Linked DNA regions of Danio rerio: region 1 is linked to region 2. The links are chromatin contacts, called in public Micro-C maps. All regions are on one chromosome and are shown on one strand. The core of a region is the stretch at or near the end of the contact, and the rest is flanking DNA. Distances in the headings are between cores, read along the strand shown.

Evidence for each region. Hi-C and Micro-C count contacts between places; a contact is called where the count stands out from the background.
Region 1: a contact with region 2 is called in a Micro-C map of caudal fin, with 8 times the contacts expected there. The contact joins the promoter of ube2j1 here to the promoter of snx14 in region 2. A contact is called at or near these places in 2 of 18 Hi-C or Micro-C datasets (caudal fin and an unstated tissue).

The regions. Positions count from the first base shown.
Region 1 is chr20:1,236,105-1,240,422 of GRCz12tu, reverse strand. ube2j1 (ubiquitin-conjugating enzyme E2, J1) reads left to right here and starts at 2,558. Exons shown (of 8, transcript NM_214767.1): 1 at 2,558-2,769; 2 at 4,116-4,189. The coding sequence starts at 2,739. lyrm2 (LYR motif containing 2) reads right to left here and starts at 577. Exons shown (of 4, transcript NM_001159831.2): 1 at 488-577. The coding sequence starts at 532.
Region 2 is chr20:928,361-933,198 of GRCz12tu, reverse strand. snx14 (sorting nexin 14) reads left to right here and starts at 1,506. Exons shown (of 29, transcript NM_001044793.1): 1 at 1,506-1,610; 2 at 3,746-3,887; 3 at 4,441-4,561. The coding sequence starts at 3,751.

The DNA of each region.
Region 1 (4,318 bases), core at 1,309-3,808, 310 kb before region 2:
GAAAAAACTATCTGTTTACATATGTTTCGACCATTAGAATTACAAATATGTACATACATGTTCAAATATTTTAGATGTTCTATAGCCATATATATGAAGAACATACGATGATAGCTGATATATTGAAACCTAACGTTATCTGTTTTTCTAATAGTTTGATATATATATATATATATATATATATATATATATATATATATATATATATATATATATATATATTTAAACAGACATTTTTCTAATATTTTGACATTATTTATCTGAAATGTAAACATAAGCTTGTACGTCATGTATGTAATTTGCATATAGCCTGTCAGATTTCTATGTCTCTCTCACACACACACACACACACACACATTTAGCTGTTGTTCGTGCTGCATACGCGTGTCCGGACAGCAGCTGTAGTGAAGATCAGCTCACTGTCGATCTATACTTGCTTTATCGCCAATGTAAGACACTTATAAGCAAAGATTTACCGTGACTTTACCTGTTTGAGACTCAGAGCCGCTGGTGGTAACCGAGACACCGCCATGTTCTTTCCTCTGCAGGAAAGTGGTGGGAGGGAATTGTTGTGTGAAACTAGAGGGGCGTTTTTCCATTGTCCTACCTGATTGGCTCGATTCAAAGTGACAGCGGTTTAGGGGTGTGGTCGATCATGTTCATTGGAACAACCCATTATTTTGGAAACACCCTCAAATTCAGAAACGCCCACATTTGCTGTGTAGTGCGCTGATAGTGCGCAATAAGGGGAGGAGTTAACCGATCCAGACCTGCGTTTTCTTTTTCATCTTTTGTATCTGACGAAGAGTTAGTCTAGAAGGGATACAGCTGCGGATAATCACGTCAGTATAGCATAATTTTTGTGTGACTGTACAATAATTAATATACGGGTTGTGTTTAGGGTTAGGATAGGGGTAGACGTTAACAAAATACAATTTAATGGGTAATATAATAAATAATATGAATAATGCTAGGTATAATTACAGGTTTAACATTACCGTGATTATTAGGTTTAGTGTTGAAGTAGGGGTAGACGTTAATAAAATAAAATTAACGTATAAATTAATGAATAGAACAAATAATTCTCGCTAACTTCCGTCCGTTGCTGTATCCCTTCTAGCAACAACCGGTTGGTTGCCGAATACCGCCATCTACTTGAAGAATCTAATATGTATTTTCAGTATTTTATAATAATTGTCAGAATTAAATTGCGGAGTTAATTGTAGTAAGTCTATATTTAATACAATTATGTTCGCAGATTTTCATGATGGCTGCCCATTATTTTACTAGTCACTCCAAAATTATTATTGTGTTACATTCTTCGTTCCACATAATTTATTTCACATTTATTATTATAACACTTAAACGGGTTGATCTGATTCTGTTGCATAAGCAGGGTTGACTTTAATTTTTCTTAAATCAAGAAACAGATTAAAGTTTGTTCATCCATTCGTGACTTCACAAAGCTTCTCTTGACAATTTCCCGTTTTATTCCTGCATATTTTATTATTTTTGTTTAGATTCTGTTTTTTCCCCCTTTGTGTTCGCAGGCATACATATCCTGTAACTATAACACGAAATAGCTTTAATGTAAAAATGTAATCTTTAATATTTGTCGGCTCTATGCACAGCTAGTGCCAATGATGAACTTCCTGTGAGATCTTTATGTGACTATTTTCAATTTCATAAGGTTCCTTTTACAGCCTTGATGTTGTAATGTAATTAAAATGCATTCAGTTCAATAGACTAAAGCATTAATTTAGTTGTTAAACCGTAAAAAGAGACGAAAGACAGTTTAAACGCAGGCACCATCATTACCCGCAGGCGAGCGCAGAAACTCCATTGAAAATACTGAGGTAAAATTAATTTCCATATTTTAAAGACATGGCAGGGGGAAATATAACTTAATGCAGTGCTTCTTGCTTGGACTGATACCCACTTTATATCCTATCTTAGCCAGGCAGTGAAGATCACTGATTTTTTTTAAAGAAATCAGATCTTATTTTGTATGGGATGACAATTAACCGGAAGCCCTGAGGCTGGCTGACTGAAAATAAAAGTCCGTGTGCATATACCCCACTAATATTTTTGGACTGATATTGAGTCTAAACCACATAGTGGAAGTATACAAAATCTAATAATGAGAAAATTTATAATAATGAACAATACATACAGCATTTATAACCATAGTTCAACATTTACTAACAATCCCATTCTTTTTAAAAAAAAATAACGTTATCCCTTCTACAAAACATTTCCGCCCCTACTCAATATTTCGTTTTAGTTAAAATATGTTTTTTATATATAATTTTTTATTGCTGTTTAGAAATATAGCAACATTTAAACATTTTACACAGGGCATACGTACAGCTAGTTGGAAGTACGTCAACCCGCATCAACATACTGAAATAAAAGTCTCAGTAACGTCCGGTTCACGGAGACTTTTAAAACATAAAATCATGACGTCAAATCTCACTGTTGTTCTTGTCAGGCGCATCAATAAAGCTTTCCGTTGTAAAATACAAGTTTACTTCCTGTTTTCATTTTTTCTTCATGTGACATCTGAGACATTTCATCTCGAAAGTGTGTAAAAACACACACACACACACCGCGCGCGCTGCCACGTCAGGGTTACAGCTCTAGATAAACACCTGGCAGAGCTCACACAACACACACTCGGCGGATAAACACACACTCACAGGAGCGCAGATCAGCCGAGCGCCGGATTATTGAGCATCATGGAGAGCAAATACAACCTGAAGAGTCCAGGTGAGTCAAACCTCTGATCTCTATCTCTCTCTCTCACACACACACACACACACTGCTGTCGCGAGCTATAAACCACACCATAACATCTGCACTCATCCATCCGTCCAGCCGGTCTTTTCACTGTGTCGAGCTAGCTAACGGTAGACTTACGTTACTAGCCGCAGTCACAGGTGTGTGTGCGTGTGTGTGTGTGTGTAATGAATATTAGTTTGTAATAAATGATTGATTGTGTGCGTGTTTGTAATTTATGTGTGTTTTTAATGTGTGTCTTTGTAGTGTGTTTGTGTGTGTGTCTTTTTATTTTGTGTGCTAGTAGTGTGTGTGTGTGTGTGTGTGTGTGTGTGTGTGTGTGTGTTTGTAGTGTATGCTTGTCATTTTGATGCATGTGTCTTTTCCGTGTGTGTGTGTGTTTGTGTCTTTTTCATGTGTGTGAGTGTGTGTGTTTGTAGTGTGTGTGTGTGTGTGTGTGTGTGTGTCTTTGTAATGTGTGTGTATGTAATGCATTTGTATGTGTAGTGTGTGTGTGTGTGTGTTTAAATGAGTGTATGTATTGAGTGAGTGTGTTTGTGTGTGTCTTTATAATGTGTGTCTGAGTGTAATGTGTGTGTGTGTGTGTGTTTAAATGAGTGCTTGTAATGATTGGGTGTGTTTGTAATGGGGTTGTGTTTAATGAATGTGTGTGTGCGTGTGTGTCTTTGTAATGTGTGTCTTTGTAATGTGTGTCTGAGTGTATATAATGTGTGTGTGTGTGTGTGTGTTTAATAAATGTGTGTGTTTGTAGTTAACTATTTATGTGCTGTAGGTAAATGGTGTGTTTCAATTCTGCCACCACCGCAAGTAAATTTCCAACCTGTGTTGAGCATTGCATTCAGATGCACTCATCCACCATTACATGGACTACAAGTTCCAGTCATGCACCACACACACACACCTGCTCAAAGTCTGAAGCTGCTCTTGTACTGATTATACCACACACACGTCTGTCTCGCCTTGACACGTTCACTCTCATGGCTGAGTCTTGTTATGCTGAATTGGGAACATCACGACGTGGTTTCCTTGCCTTCCGTGTCTGACCTTTGCTTTGTTTTGTTTGTTTTACGTTGTTTGCTGCCTGCCTTTTGACCATCCGCCTGTTATATGAGCATGACTCTGGATCTGCCTGTATACATCTGTTTGCCCTTGTGTTGATCGTTGCTTGCCTGACCATTCTCTGTTCAATAAACCCTGCTTTTGTTAAACTAGGCAAATTTTCAAATTTAGTAAACTAATAATACTGTGTGTGTGTGTGTGTGTGTGTGTGTGTGTGTGTGTGTGTGTGTGTGTGTGTGTGTGTGTGTGTGTGTTAGCTGTGAAGAGGCTGATGAAGGAGGCGGCAGAGCTTCGTGACCCCACAGAACATTATCACGCTCAGCCACTGGAGGTGAGACTTTATTATTTATAGGAATTGAATTTCTGGGAGTTTCTTCATGCGTTATCATCTGTTTTAGTGTGTAACTTTATGTGAAACGTGTGTTTTCTGTAGCGCTGTTTGTGTCTTGCTTGTTTGACG
Region 2 (4,838 bases), core at 257-2,756:
TCACGGCTCTGTATGAAATTACTTCCCTTTCTTCTTCAGTTACACACGGGAGGCTTAGATAAGTAGCCATGATTCATTTGGGGTGATTTTGTTTGTATTTATTATTCATATTATTCAAGAAAGGCTGTTTGATTCTGTTAGAGAAAGATTTCTTCCAGACCACTGGTCTGCTGACGCCCTCTTGTGGACTTATTGAGAAGCACTGACTTCCAATATTTATGAAGGCAGAAGACATAAAGCCGATCAGAACCTGGGTAGTTAAAAAGAAAAAGAAAGCCTACGATCTTTAGAGAATAAATAAATAAATAAATAAAAAAATAAATAAAAGCGTGTCATCAATTTTAAAAAAGATTTAAAGCTTATATATATATATATATCTCCATATTTTGGTTGAGTATTTTTGTTTCCACCAATCATTTTTCAGTAATTTTACATTATTTTATATAAATTAAATTGTAAAAGCATGATTAGTTGAGAAAGCGAGTATTTAATTATAAAATTATATACAAATTTAATTATAATAATTAAGTTAAGTGAACTTTATATCTCTAAGTTAAGTTAAACAGAAATATCTACACTTTTTAAGTAAAATCAACTAGTCACTTTTACACTTTAAAGTCAATTTAGCCAGTTAAATTACTCACTTTCTCACAAGTAAACGCTTTTTGCAGTGCTTTATGAGTTAAATAAACCAGTTATGCATCAAAACAGATTATTTCAGACTAAATTTGCAACATACTTGAAATCCTGTTTGCCTAATGTGTATTAATATTAATAATTTAAGTCTTCCAAACTATTTTATTGCATGTTTTGCAATGAACCATACTATTCCGAATAATTTAAGTAAAAAAATCTGAATCTGCAATATATATATTCATATACTTTTTTTAACAATATATACACCAGTTTACTGTAGTAAAAACTAAAGTATACTACAGTATTTATTACAGTTTATAGATTGACTAAAGTTCATTAATTCATTGACAAAATGTCTTAAACGCTATAATATAGTTAGTGTAATGCACTTTACTATAAATCAGGTCAGATGTGCACTTTAAAAAGCATCAATAATAATAATATTAATAATATGAATTATTATTATTATTACAATTAATATATAATATTATTATGTAAATTATAATAATAAAGGACTAAGCTTAACAAAAAAGAATGAAAAAATGAATAATAATAATAATAATAATAATTGTTATTATTTTTGTTATGTTTATTATTATTATTATTATTATTATTATTATTATTATTACAATTAATATATAATATTATTATATTAATTATAATAATAAAGGACTAAGCCTAACAAAAAAGAATGACCAATAAAAAGTAATAATAATAATAATAATAATAATAATAATAATAAAAATAATAATAATCATAATAAAACACATTTTACCCCATTTTATCGAACAGATATGAAACTTTTATTTTGAAAATGTGTTGGGAGCGTTCTCGTCTTAAACCCGGAAGTGCAGCTCACGTAAGGCTCAGTAATCTGATCATGTGAAACAATCAGCTGGATGATCAAAACATTTGTGTCAGGATGTGTTGAGATGTTTCTGGAGTTTATGTTGAGCCTGCGGATCATCCGTGAGGTGAGAAAACCACATCATCACGCCAACGTTAGCTGTCATAATCATCGCAATCGTTCGCTGCTGTTTAATATCTTAATTAGACAGCGACATAAAGCAAAACAAGCGTAGAGTTATTGATAATAGTGCACTTCGGTTGATCTTGTAACGTTAAATGCCTTGGTTTGTTTAATAATATGGTATAGTATTGTAATGTATTACGCCAGTAAAAAGATTGAGGTAAAGCTGGTGTTATATTCGCACATTCAGACTTTCTCCTTAATAATATCCTTTCAGAAAGTATGATTCGCAAATTCTGAATAGTGAAATTATATTAGCAGCCAATGAATATCAAAGTATAACAGTGTTCACAGACAATTTAATCGTGCTAATGTTGTTTTCAACTCGTATTTACATGGGATTTCAGACCCTATATTTAAATTAGTGTAGTAGATAATATAGAGGACGTTAAATAAAGGAATGTGCGAATATAAAACCAACATTACATCAATAGTAAAAAGTATCTGCAGTGTTTACTTCAGCACAACCGTGTTTTAGAAAATGGCACCATGGTAAAACCTTAATAGTTTTGTAAGTTTACCATGTAAATATGCGAATACGGCCGGACTGATTAAAGTGATCACCCAAAACTGAAAATTCTATTGTCATTTACTCACACTTTACTTGTTAAAGTTTCTTTCTTCTGCCGAAAACCGGTAACCATTGACTTTCATAGTATTTGTTTTTCCTTCTATCAAATTCAATGGTTACAGGTTTTCAGTTTTCTTTAAATCGCCTAGCATTCAGCAGCAGAAATAAACTCATAAAGGTTTGAAACCACCTGAGGAAGTATAAATAGTGAGTAATTTATCATATTTTGCATGGACTATCCAGTACCACGATATCCACCATGTCAACCGAATATCATCAGTACTAAATGAGATGTTATGTTTTGTTGTTAAGGTAAAGTTGGTTTTATATTCACACATTTGTTCAGGTTTATTTGTTTATTCGCATGTAAGTATGACTTCAAAACAACATTAGCACCATTTCAATGACAGTCAACAATGTCGTATTTGATAATAATCATTGGCTGCTAATATGATTTTCCTATTTAGAATAAATAGCGAACAATACCTTTCTGAAAGAGTTTAAGGAGAAAGTCCAAATGTGCAAATATAAAATAAAACCAACTTTTCCTCAAGGTAACGTAACAGTTTTACGCTAATAAAAAGTATCTGCAGTGTGTACTTCAGCACAACCGTGTTTTAGAAAATGGCACCATGGTAAAACCTTAATAGTTTTGTAAGTTTACCATGTAAATACACTAATATGGCCGGACTGATTAAAGTGATAGTTCACCCAAAACTGAAAATTCTGTCATCATTTACCCACCCTTTACTTGTTAACGTTTCTTTCTTCTGCCGAAAACCGGTAACCATTGACTTTCATAGTATTTGTTTTTCCATCTATCAAAGTCAATGGTTACAGGTTTTCAGTTTTCTTTAAATCGCCTAGCATTCAGCAGAAGAAATAAACTCATAAAGGTTTGAAACCACCTGAGGAAGAATAAATAGTGAGTAATTTATCATATTTTGCGTGGACTATCCAGTACCACGATATCCACCATGTCAGCCTCATATCATCATGGAGGTAAAGTTGGTTTTATATTCGGACATTCATTACTTTATTTTGGAACAGTGACAACTTGTGACGCGGTGCCTTTATTGTACTTTAAATATTTGCTTTCAACCACAACCCAGTACTGGGAAACACCCATTCACACTCAGACACATTCATACACCTGTACTGCATGTGTTTTGACTGTGGAGGCAACCGGAGCACCCGGAGGAAACCCACACCAACACGGGGAGAACATTCAAACTCCACACAGAAACACCAACTGACCTAGCCGAGGCTCAAACCAGCGACCTTCTTGCTGTGAGGCCACAGTGCTAACCACTGAGCCACCATGCCGCCTTGTCTGCTAATATGATTTTCCTATTTAGAATTTGCAAACATTACTTTTCAGAAATTATATTATTACGTAGAAAGTCTGAATGTGCAAATATGAAACCAAGTTTACCCCAGTAATATCATCAGGATTGAAAGAGAGGGTGTGTTCTGTTGACGTCATGGTTGTGTATGCTCTTGTTTAGGAATAATGTCGGACCCTCACTCATTTCTGGGCTGTGTGAGGAGGGGTCTGCGCTTCGACATGTTTAAGGATGTTGCCCGTCAATATCCGGTCATCTTCTGCATCTTCACGGTTATGATCTCCTCCACCATCATACTGAACCAGTGAGTGTTCTCTCACACATACACACACAGATAGAGAGAGAGACACTTATTTTTTCGGCACGTTTCTGCACATAATAGTGTTAATAACTCATCTCTAATATCTGATTTAGTTTCTCTTTGTCATGATGACAGTAAATAATATTAGACTAGATATTCTTCAAGACACTTCTATACAGCTTAAAGTGACATTTAAAGGCTTCACTAGGGTAATTAGGGTAAAGTTAGGGTAATTAGGCAAGTCATTGTATAACAGTGGTTTGTTCTGGAGACTATCCAACACTAATATTGCTGAAGGGGCGAATAATATTGAGCTTAAAATGGCTTTAAAACAATTAAAAACTGCATTTATTCTAGCCGAAAATAAAACAAATAAGACTTTCTCCAGAAGAACAAATATTAGAGGAAATACTGTGAACAACTCCTGAATCTGTTCAACATCATTAGGGAAACATGGCAATTGTTTCCTGGTGATAGTTTTAAAAAGAAATTAGTGTATATTCACCTGCTTGGATTAATGTATCTTTCTCTTTTTATATCCTCACGCTTTCTGCAGGTATCTCCATATTCTGATGGTTTTCTGGTCATTTCTGGCTGGAGTGATCACGTTTTACTGCTCCCTCAGCCCAGAATACCTGCTGCCCAATATTCTCATCTCAATAAAGACCAAGAGGAAAGTGAGTATAAAACAAAACAAAAACAAAACAGACCTGACTTTAAAACCACTGTTGAATCTACTAGAGGAATGTCTATTCAAGAGTACAAATCGAGTAATACTACTACTACTACTACTACTAATAATAATAATAAGTGTAATAATAATAAGTGTAATAATAATAATAAGTGTAATAATAATAAGTGTAATAATAATAATAATAAGTGTAATAATAATAAGTGTAATAATAATAATAATAATAATAATAATAATAAGTGTAGTAATAATAATAATAATAA